Regions from separate parts of the Gasterosteus aculeatus genome. Here region 2 is linked to region 1. Evidence: chromatin contacts called from public Hi-C data. All regions are on one chromosome and are shown on one strand. Each heading gives the region's core, a stretch centred on a gene start, on an enhancer-like site or on the middle of the called end of the contact. The rest is flanking DNA. Distances are from core to core; before and after follow the strand shown. Region 1 holds the start of borcs6 (BLOC-1 related complex subunit 6). Region 2 holds the start of sema3h (sema domain, immunoglobulin domain (Ig), short basic domain, secreted, (semaphorin) 3H).

What was found. A called contact is a pair of places that touch in the nucleus more often than the background predicts.
Region 2: a contact with region 1 is called in a Hi-C map of skeletal muscle, with 4 times the contacts expected there. The contact joins the promoter of sema3h here to the promoter of borcs6 in region 1. A contact is called at or near these places in 3 of 6 Hi-C or Micro-C datasets (skeletal muscle and tail fin).

Annotation. Positions count from the first base shown.
Region 1 is chr2:15,119,290-15,125,395 of fGasAcu3.hap1.1, forward strand. It overlaps borcs6 (BLOC-1 related complex subunit 6), which reads right to left and starts at 2,998. Exons shown (of 7, transcript XM_040193351.2): 1 at 2,639-2,998; 2 at 1,232-1,851; 3 at 603-792; 4 at 223-405. The coding sequence starts at 1,840.
Region 2 is chr2:15,252,329-15,258,434 of fGasAcu3.hap1.1, forward strand. sema3h (sema domain, immunoglobulin domain (Ig), short basic domain, secreted, (semaphorin) 3H) reads right to left here and starts at 2,908. Exons shown (of 18, transcript XM_040193327.2): 1 at 2,276-2,908. The coding sequence starts at 2,375.

The DNA.
Region 1 (6,106 bases), core at 1,748-4,247:
TTGCGAGCCAACCGACGGAGGGGGGGGGGGGGGCTAGTAGTCGCGTGCCCTCTGTTCGCTGGTGGGCAAAGCTGCCGTACACGGTAAGACGAAACGTGAAGAAAGACGCGTGGTGACACTTGGGACCGGTACCGGTCCGCGGCCCGGTGGTTGAGGACCACTCTTCTATATTACTTCTTGACCTGGAATTACAATGATGAGGAATGAGGAAGGGTTACTCACAGTCACTGCAGTCCAGACTGGGCTTGGAGCTCATTTTGATTTTCTGCTCCAGGTTCTTGGTGATGAAATGAGTCAGATCCCCATCTTGGCTGACTGTTCCCTCTAGCTCCAGAGCCGAGGAGATCGTGGCCCTCCGGCCTTCTGACTGGCCGCCTCTGCCCCCGACCCGGGTCCCCGAACCACCTGTGGAGAACACACCAAAATCAGTTAAAGAAAGTTATCAAATATTCCTAGTAATTACTGACTTATCAAGAAATGGAAGACCTAATTAATTTAGTTACAGTACCCACTAGATTTCGATTAAGTGATAATCAATAGAGGTAGAGAACCAAGCCAAACCGCAGTAAACATAAAATCAAACCTGTTTGAGGGATATCTACCTCCACAAGCTTGGCTGATTTCATCGAGGCTCTTGCTGTCCTGCATCCCCCTGACGTTGCGTACCCAGACCTGGGCCATGACGTGGGGGGGGCAGGGGATATCGTCTGAGGGAAGAAGAGGAGGGGGGAGAGGAGAGGATGTGGACGAGGTGCTGGGACCAGGGGCTGAGGAGGAGTAATGTCGTGAAGACTAAAAAGAGAATGGAAGAGGAGGTGGGTAAGAGAAGTTCAATTACTGCTTAGCAAATCATACTGCTGTATGAATAAATCATTATGAGAACAGCAAAAGAGCCCATTATTATTTATGCTCACAAGTCCACTCTTCTAATTCATTGACTTCTTGTCCTGGACCCCATTTTTTTGTCATTTTGAAACCGTTTTTAAAGAAACAATGACCAACTTGGTAGTGAGACGTTGATAAAAGTGTGTTGGCTCACTTGAGGCGCACTAAAGTCTCATCATTGAGTTCATTTAAAAGCGAGCAGTTAAGTGATGGTTTCTCTACAACATTTCCTTGCATTGACCTCAGTTCAGATTGTGCAAATTCAACCAGCTCTTCTCTCTTAATCCTATGGTGTCCGCCACTCAATCCGGTTCACACGATCTAATAAAGATCACAGTCCACTCACCTCTCCGTGTGTTCTCCCTCCTGCACGCTGATTAATCCACTTTTTTTCATTTTTCTCATCCTCCTCCTCGTCCTGTTTCTCCTTCTCGCCGTCTTCCTCCTCGTCTCGACTGTCGTTGTCTCCATCCAAGGTCTCGGTCTCAGTCTGCCGTCTGCCTGTAGCAGCGGGGCCTCCTCGCTGAGATGACTCTTTGGAGTGTGCTTGCTGTGCGGGGTCCCACAAAAGAGCTGCATCGGGAGGCTCGACACGGTCACAGGCCTCACAACTGTCTGTGTCTTTGGAGCCTGAGTCCCCGTCTTCTGCGCTTCCTGTGCGGGAGGCAGCGGGGAGTGAGGCGTTGGTCACGTGACGGGCGTGCTGCGTACAACTGGTAGACGTTCTCCCGTTATTGTACTTCTCTGTATCAAAGTGGCTTTCACCATCGTAAATTCGGTTTTCCGCATGCACGTGGTTCTCCGTATCCTCTGATGCCTGCCCAGGACGGGGCTCTCTGCTCCCGGCACATTTGACCGAGACCGGAACGCGGGCTCCTTTCTCTGAGGAGACGGGTGTCAAAACCCCGTTAGCTGCTTCTGGCACTTCTGTGCCAATCACAGGGGAGAGACTCATCCCTCCACCTGCTGGGGAGGAGACAGACTTTATGATTCAAATACAGTGTGAAAAGAGTTTTCTGGCTCTTACTGTACTTACTTATTTTTTGATAACTAGTGTTGATCTGATATATTTTTTACTTATACAATGTTTTATTTTTTATATACATTTGGCTGGGGAGCAAAAACATGTTTTTCGCAAAGGATGCAGATCAGTTAAAATAAGGACTTTACAAAGATAAAGGTTATATATATATATATATATATATATATATATATATATATATATATATATTTACTATATCCTACTATTTAAATGGCCAAGCGTATTTACATTAAATCATCACAAGATATCATGTGTGGTTAAGTGTGACATGTTGTAACGTTAGGTTGCTTAGCTTAGCATTAGCGTATACACTTGACGATAACTAACGTTAAGTTGGTGCTAACTAGCAAAGCATTCTAATGGTTTTGAGCAAACGACGCCTGAGAAGGTCGATCCGACGTCCGTGGACAATTGCCATAAAGACATGAAGGAGACATGAATAACTTCCCGTCAACGTTGAGGAAGTTGATGTCCTCTAATGATCAGCTAGCTAGCTCGCTGTCAACGTAACGTTAAATGTTGGATGATGGCTAATGGCTAACGTTTGCTGTTCGGGCCTTTACGTTACCATTCTTACACAGCTCGTGTGTTATCGTATCACGCGGTTACACGACACATGGTTATTTAATGCGAAAAAGACAGTTATTACTGTACTGATAAAGTCATATGATGAGTACGTCATGGCCGAATTTCACGAAGAAAAACACTCACCTGTGTAGTTCCTCTTCAAAAGAATTTAACAACCGAGTCCGATAATAAAATCCTTCCCCACGATTCTCGGGAGAAAGGTTCCGCCTTGCAACAAGCAACCATGAAAACATCGAAAATTATCGAGAATATTGTATATATATATTGTATATATATACAGTCTTCTTCGTTGAATAGTGCTAATATATACACAGTTCTATTGCCACTTGTTTACATACGGATTTTGAAATAAGGAAGAAAAAGTCATTGTTGTTATCTCGTATCTACAAAAGAAGACCTAACGTTAAGTATTCCTCGAGTAGTGCAGTGCATGGTGCGCCACAATTAAACCCCGCATATTGTGTGATTTATTTGTCGCTATTCGTAGCATCACTAGTTTCACGCTGCCCTCATCTCCGGTCTCCTGCAGATGGAGACAAACACCACGGTCCCTCAGGACATTACTTGCCCAACATTACAAGATTTCAAAATTAAAATTGAATATGAGCTGTTTCACCTTATGAATGAATGCGTGTTGACCTTGAAGATATTATTTGTAGCCTATAATAAATAAAAACAAATTTGAGTATAAGCTATATATTTTTAAAGCATATCATATTGCAGCTGCTCAAGCAGCAAACTACTGCATAGTGAGTAGCAACATACAATTTGTCAGAAATTTAAATTTCAGGAATCATAATGGCATGATTGCTGTTCCTTTCTGTGGTATTGTGCTCACAGTATTGATTCGCAAATGAGTATCTTCTCATGTCCAGTCCTCATTAAAATTAATTGGCTGTTACCAAAAGGACAGCAAGGGCAAATGTCACACAGTCGTGTCCAGTGATCTGATAAACTGTTGTTCTTGTTTTGCCTCATAGACCATTAATGAATTTAAGAAATGTGTTTGCAATTATTCAAACTACTGGTGAAAATGACTGGAGAGGAGGTGTAAATAATGAAAAGACCTTGTTTTGCCTGTTTCCCTCCACAATAAAAGTCTGTGGCCTTTTTTTAAAACCCCTGAATGTGGCAAGAAACGACAAACACTGCTGCACAAGAGGAGAGAGGATTGGTGAACAGACTGTCACGCAGACTGTCACCACATCTAAAGGTCTTTTAAAATTGGTAATCAGCCCCATCCATCCTGGCCAGCTGCTCTCTCCCTGGTGCTGAGTTTTCTCCCATTTCAAATATCAAAGCTTTAGATCATTGACTAAGCCCTCCAAAATCCGCCAATGGCTTCCAAAGTTCCACAATACCTGATAACCACCACGACCTTTATCACAATTTAGACCACTGTCAGAGAGAACCTTTTAAACTTTTTTAAGTAACTGCCACAAGAAAGGCGACGTTCGTGGAAATGAGGCAAAATAAGCAAATTGAAAGCACATGTTGTTACGAAGGACGCTCCCGCACCGCCTCCCTCTCGCCATCGGAGGGACCCCTCTCCCGAGTACTAACTGGTTTCGAACTCCATCTCCCATCATGCTTCACACCTGGGACTGATTCCACAACACCACTGATGACACACACACCTGCACCTCATTGACACACACACCTGCACCTCATTGACACACACACAAAAGCCACTGACACCCACACACTCACTGCGAAGTCATGATTCTGCCCCGGCTGTCATTTCTGAGCGTTTTCTCCTAGTCTTGATCCCTGTTTAGTGACCCCGGACCGTACTGCTGATTGCTCTCTGCCTGCCCCGACCCCTGCCTGCCCGCTGACTACGATCCTGTCTGCTCTACGTTGCCCTGTCTGCTGTCATTGACTCTGCCTGTCTGATGCTCTAATAAAAACCTGCGAATGGATCCCTCCGAATCCGGCGTCTCCTTACAGAAGACTTCGCCACTCACAGATCCAGCAGGCCTCGTACACCTGTCTTCGGCGCTCTCCGCTCAAGCCACCCAGCTGGCCCAGCACCACCATCAGCTACAGCGTCTGACCACCCTCACCGAGGAACTAGTGCACGCACTACACGGGCTACGGGTATCAGCAGACGCCACGCCACCGAATCCTCCTCCCAATGCCTCCCCAGCGACCGTAAACCATTCTATTAATCCTCGTCTGGCTCTTCCGGAAAAGTTTGATGGCACTGCTGTAAAATGTAGAGGCTTTCTTCACCAATGCACACTCTTCGTCGACCAACAACCCTCGATGTATCCAACGGATTCGAGTCGGATAGCTTTCATCAGCTCGCTACTCACCGGGAGGGCGTTGGAGTGGGCGACCGCCGTCTGGAGACCCGACGGATCCGCGTTCCCCACGTTCACCAACTTCCTGCTACAGTTCCGCAACGTGTTCGAACACCCCACTGAATGCGGGGATGCCGGGGAGCAGCTGCTCGAACTGACCCAGGGGAGGAGAACCGCAGCTGAGTATTCTTTATCTTTCCGCACACTCGCTGCGCAAACCAACTGGGTCGAGGACACACTGAAGACCCTGTTTCGCAAAGGTTTGTCTGCCGAACTACAATCGGAGCTGGCCTGTCGGGACGAGGGAAGAGGGTTGGACGAATACATTAACCTGGCCATTCAAATCGACAACTTGATTCGTTCACGGCGTCCTAACCGGTATCCACCCCGGCTCACACGGGAGACCTCCGCCACACCTGAACCCATGCAACTAGGCGTCACTCGCCTCACTCAGGAGGAACGTGAACGCCGCTTGCAGAAACATCTGTGTCTCTACTGCGGACAGACCGGACACCTGCGAGCCGCCTGCCCAGTACGTCCTCCTAACGATCCCCAATCGGTGAGTGCGATCCCCAAATCTAGCACACTAAATTCCTGCTTCATTCTACCCATTCGTTTGCTGGTTCGGGGCAAAGTTATCCCAACCACAGCGCTACTGGACTCTGGGGCCGCGGGGAATTTCATGTCACGTGAGTTTGCCACTAACCACCAGTTGAGGTTTAATTCTTGTGGTTCCTCCCTCACAGTGGAGGCGCTAGACGGCCGACCGCTAGGGGAGGGGAGAGTACGACACCTCACCGAAGAGATCAACATGCACGTCGGTGCACTACATTCGGAGAGGATCAAGTTCTACGTTATCCAGGCTCGCAACCACTCTGTGATTTTGGGCCTGCCCTGGCTACGCACCCATAACCCACACATCTCCTGGAGAGAGAATCAGATCACACAATGGGACACTTCATGTCACAACCACTGCCTAACCAGGGTACCCCGTGCACCCCATCACCCTCCAGAACCCGTCAACCCCGGGTCAACAGAACAGAATCTGCCACCCGAATACGCCGACCTCGCTGAGGCCTTCTGCAAGAGGAGGTCTGCTCAACTCCCCGAACATCGTCCAATCGACTGTGCCATAGACCTACTGCCAGGCACCTCTCCCCCCAATGGGAGAATATTCCCTCTGTCACAACCCGAGTCACAAGCGATGAGGAACTACATCGAGGAGGAATTAGCGAAGGGGTTTCTTCGACCATCAACGTCACCGGCAGCGGCCGGGTTTTTCTTC
Region 2 (6,106 bases), core at 1,658-4,157, 130 kb after region 1:
CTTCCTATGTTCTGTGCCCATGTGCAGGCTGCAGAAAAGTAGAAGCAACCCAAAGGTTCCATGCACCAAAAACTGTGTCTCCCTTTCTGCCTGATAGCAGATACAAGGCAGGACGTTTCTTGTCAGATTAAATGACCACTACTTTCTTATATTAAACATTTTTCTTGCTTTGTGTATTATGCCGTATGTTATCGTGTTTATTGAATTACTGATTTTTAACTGCAAATATTGCCATTTGGTGTCTTTGCTTTACTACATAGTTTGAGATGCTTTTTCCACTTCTTTTTTTACAGTGGATTCCTGCTATGACGTCAGCAGATGAAGGAAAACAAAACGTTCAGTATCTATACGACAACCTCGGTCGTCAAAGTGTTTAAGCGGGCCCGAAATCCCTTTCTAGTTACAGCCATTCCCCGACAAAAAACGATCTCCTCCCTGTGTCTGAGAAAAGCCTCCGTGGTGATGGGAAGGGAAATGACCACAACATGGAGCTCCCACAGAGAGCGCACACACACGCACACACACACAAACAGACAGACTTAATGGTGGAAGCCACAAACCCTACACACGCATCCCATATTTCTTTCTGTTCTCTTCCCAATGATGAACACGCCGCCTGTTGCCATAAAACACACACAGTCAAACAAACGACCCTTCTAGTTCAAAGCCATGAGCAGAAACACAACACACCAACCCAAACAGCTGTATTTAGACTCACACACACACACACACACACTCAACGACACACAGACACATACTTCATGCATCCACACAAAGATACACACACACTTAAAGGACACACAGGCACATTTGCACGCTCACAAAGACACACACACACACACACACACACACACTCACGGCTACTTCAGCAGCTCTCCACATTATCACAATCAGCTTTCATTAGAGCTAAATTCCCACCTGGGAGAATCTGACGAGGTTTCCCTTTTCCTTCTCTCGGTGCTTTCTGGGTCACGACCGGCCGACTGCAGCCTCATCGCGTCTCCTTCACACACACTTTGTGTTTGTCATAACGTGTAATCAGTTTGTTTCTTAAAGCCATAAACACGGCTTTATGTGAGCGTGACTAAAGGCTCAGAGAAGTTTTTAGTTTGAAGGTGATTCGTAGTGAATATGGCTCAGACTTCAGAGGATCACACCACAAATCTGGTTTCCATTATGCAGATTTCTGCGATCTCATTAGTTCGGACCGTCACAGTAGTTATACCCAAACAACAGAACACATGGCTCAGATGCTGTTTGCAGGATTCACCAATTCCACCAAGTCCCCTCTAATCCCCCTCCCATCCTCCAATGATGCGAACCTACTCACGAGTTAGAAGATTGGACCCATCTGCTCCAATCCAACCGCACATGAGCGTTCAAACGCGCATAAAGAGCGGCTGCAACACATCAGAGTACATGATCAATGTATCCAGTAGCTAAAGAGCTGTAATTACACAGCGAATAAATGATGGAGTTCCTGTGTGTGTCTGCGTGTTTCTCCAGCGACCTCGGCCTGGACTCCACCGTGGTGGACAGATTGGCCCGAGGCCAAGAAACAATTCATTTGATGCCGATCCGGATCTTGGACTCGAGCCATGCGGTTATTATTTATTTGATAGTAACTGGAACTAAGAGACATTGACACTGGATTCCAAATCCCCAGGAGGTTCCGTCCCGTTGGAAATAACAGGGACAATGTCTTTTGGTGAGAAGTTTAATAGCGGAGTCCTCTGCCAACATCTAATATGCGGACAAAAGCGACTCTGTTAAACTTTGACCTGGTCTACTCTTTCTGTCATAGTGTTATCAGGTGTATATTGTAGAGAATATAAGCAGCTTTTCACTACAGTTGTACAAATAAACACAGTTTACAAATAATTTAAATTATTAGTTATGTCAAAATTAGGAAAATCCCTCTGAATGTGTAATCCAGGAAACGTTCTACCGTTACAAGTGTGTTGGAAATGAGCACTTAAACGATGCCACTTTTGGACAGAAATATGAATCATACGGAGTTTATTGCAGAGGTGGAGGACAGCGAGACAGCGGAACAAAACAGGTGGAGGGACAAGGGATCATTTGCGATCCACATGTCGCATATCACATGTGCAGTGAGGGAAGACGAGGTGATGATGAGGAGAGACGTTTGATTCACCTGCACGAGTGTGTGTGTGTGTGTGTGTGTGTGTGTGTGTGTGTGTTAGAGAATGACAGGGCAACAGATGCATGAGACATTGAGAGCAAAGAGCCCCAGTAACAAAGAGCCTCTTACCGGAGTGTGTGAACTGCAGTCTGGGTTGAGATGCTCTCCATGCCCCCGCTAAGGAAGCCCCCAAGTGGGCCAGCAGGAGCGCCGTCAGCGGCCAGTTCATCCTGCTCCTCACGCACACACACAAATGCAGACCCACCACAGTAACAAGTGCCCGACTCGCCGCGAGCCCAAATCTCAGCGTCGCGTTCAGGGGACGCGCCAGATCCAGAGACACACTCGCGCACACTCGAGACAGCTACACACGCACTCTCAGTCCAAAGTGTTGCTGCGCCGCTAAGTCCAAGTCAAAGTGGCAAAGATGCTGAATCCAAACTGTTGTGTTAGTCAGGCTTCAATACGTCCAGATCCTGAAAAAACACTCACTGCTCACACTCTTTACCATCTGTAAGTTTGTGTGTTTATATCTCTTTTTCTAGCGTGTGTGTGTGTGTGTGTGTGTGTGTGTGTGTGTGCGTGTGTGTGGGCTTCAGGGTCGGAGGGGAAAATGTATTCCAAGGAAGAAAAAAAAGAACTAAGTCGTCTCTGCGCTGCCTCCTCGCAGCTTGACAGCTCTCTCCTGTTCTGTCTCTGGTCCCGGCTCCTCTCTGCATGTGACTGCGCTCACTCTCTCCCTCCCTTCCCCTCCCTCACTCTGTCTGGGAGGCGGAGGGAGCGAGATCCCAGATCATTGTGGCCACCCTGCAATGCCGGCATGCGCGCCCATTCATTGCTTCCTTTGGGAAAACCTAGTTAAAGTTGAAACGAAAGAGACAAATCGGCTTTCATCTTTATTGCCGTTTTGTCTCACTCTCTCCGTCGCTCACTTCCTTTTCCCCCTCGCTGCCTCCAGTACTCTCACACAACACCTTCCATCAGGCACACAAACAGAGCAAACTTAGACAGAGTTGAATCTCAACAATGCTTGATTTGGTAGCAAGAATAGAAAGAAAGAAAAGTTAAAAAATAAGAAGCCAGCAGGCTCCTGCTTGGAGGAGGAGCTCAGGCCGTGTAAAGGTCGATACGCAGTGCATTACAAGTAACATGTAACCGTTCACTCCGTCTCTTCATCAGTCATTACTTTCAAAGGCTCCAGTCCCGACCCAAATGCAACCACTAAAGCTCGTGTTATTTTCATTAGAAAGCTGCTCGCTGGGGTGCGGCAGCACAGGCAGAATCTTTCACCGGCTTCGAGTTCAATAGCAGGCCAACAGAGACAATTTATTCATTCTCGGGGATAAATAATGAATTTAGGTTGCAGCAAACTAACAAGTATATATAGTCTCTCCAAGGATTTATGATTCCTAAATGATTCATTCTGCAGACTTGTTTGCATTTGTACGTTGTATAATTAGGAGAGGTTTTCCTTTGTTGCAATATCAGCCAGCAGTTTAATTATAGGATTAGAAGGCCTGTAACCTGGTGTCTACACAAGCTCACATGAAGGCAGAGCTCAGCAAACCGCTTGTTAGTTAAGTTTCCTCATTATTCATCAGGAGAAGCAGAAGTTGCCTCTTGGTTCCACAGACTGGCTGATGGCACCGTGCCCTGCCGGAGGACCTTGAGCAAGACGCTGATGAAGATTAACATTAAGTATTTTATTTCGCCCATTTAATTTGGTAAAGTGATGTTTTCCGCAGCTCAACAAAACTCCATTGTTCCCTAAATCCCCACAGACGATGTGTCTTTGCTCAGCGTAACGAACAACGCATACATTTTTAGTATCGTCATCACTCTTATTGTATTGGAGGTTTTTCCTGCTGACCTCTCACTCTCGTGGCTGCGGTTTTCTACCGTGGCCGTCATCCTGATCTCAGGATCACCTGTCAATCAACCTTTGTTCACTTTCATTTTCAGTTGATGAAAATCCTGCATGTGACAAGAAGACGAACACAAGACTCAACAATCTCTCGTCTGACAATGTACAGCCTTTTGCAAAGATAATACATAGTCTGAGAGACTGATATTACAGTTTTTTTCGCGATTCCCTGAGTCTCGTTGCATGTTTTATACCTGCAACGTAACAAGAAGCGTCATTCGGCCTGATTTACAGCCAAACAAAAAGAGTTCTGCATGCAGATAATGCGGGGAGGCGCTTGGTTCTACGGGCAAAGCCACTCCTTCTGCTGCATGTCGCCATGTGCATCACTCGTGAGGAGAAAAGATTTAACAGACTCGTAACCTCTACTTCTACCTTCAAGCTCCCGCCATACATCTAATATACAAGGAGGTCCTAAACTGCCGGCTCATGCAGACGGGATAATTAGAAGCTCTTCGCCAACTTTACCTGATCAGTCAGCCTGTTAATTACAACTAATGGCGTCCCGGGTAGGGTGAACAAAAAAGCTTCGGCGTTGTCTCTGACAAGTGACGTCAATTAGTGAATTAGCGGATGAGCTCCCGCTGTCGTGATGGTTACAGGCCTCAGATCCTGCCGCTGCCATTCTCTGCAAACACGCACACACACACATTAACTCGTGTGCATTCACTGGGATTGGTAGGTTGTGAGAATCATTTAATGAGTATCTTATTGTCCTCGTGTTGTTCCGTCTGCTTACTTTCATGAGGTTTGCGCCTCCTTTTCATGCTGATATGAACCCTAATGTAACTAATTCACAGTGTATATGATAGTTGTGGTTGTGTAAGTAAATTGGTAAGGAGACGCAAACAAGCATTAATTGAATAATAGGGGATTTTAGCCTGTTCGCTTAAAATGTTGCGTAATGGCACCGAAAGAGTAATTGTCGTATTAGAGATGAGGGTGGTAGCAACTGGTTGTCTTGTTTAGAGACAGCAAAAGTGAAGTGAAGTGAACGTTAGTATTATTTGTTCTAAACCCGTTTTATAAGAGCCAGTTTACAGACACAATAGCTGCGGCACACATATAGCAGCACCACTAAGAGGAGATATGAAATAGTATTTATCATTGGTGTAAGGTGGTAATCCTCTGCAGGGATAATACTCCGACTGTGACATAATGACGTCAAAGTCCTTTTATTTCTGAATGTTATTGCGAGGCAAATAACTGCAGAATGAGAGTCGAATTCTAACGTGAGTTTGAACGACCAAAACCTTACTCAGATGTCACGTGTGTCTCTCACGAACGAACCGAGGTGATAAACATGCAGTGCGTCGCCTCGCACACGCGGGACTGTGCTGCCATCTTACGTTTCTTCCGCCGCTCGCCTGATTAAAATCTCGCGCTTCGGGAAAAACTGAATTCTCACGAGAACTTCAAGGCGAGCGAATCTAACGAGACTTTCTTGTTTCTTAAGTAATTCCGATGGCGCATTTAGCGGAGCATATATACAACAAACCCCGTCACGATGGCTTCAGCGTCGCAGAAGAGGAGAAGCGACGCTTGCATCTGCACGTGAGATGTAATGACAGCGTTATTTCACTAGAGGCCAGTGTACGACTGTACACCTGTCAGAGAGCACGCGCATGCATTAAATACGGTTCACGCAATGTTTAAGACATTGCTTTACCATAAAATACTGTGAGGAAAATATTTAGAGGGTAGATGTTATAATATTATCGTCATCTAATATTATAAATATATATGTGTAATGTATGATATGCTTGCCCGAATTTGTTACACATCAAATAATACTCAGACAACACAAATATGGTGTTATTTATTATACTTCACGTAGTTACTATGTATCTATAGTGATCACATGTATTGTTAGCAGTCATCTATAATGTATTCCTTTGCCGTGATATTCGATTACAGGGTTTTTTCTTTAAAGGGCCGCATAATTATAACATGGGCCATTTCGATTCATTCCCAGAGAGTCGTATGGATTTGAATAGTTCCACAGACGTGAGGGCTTTTACGCGTGCGTGTTCTGC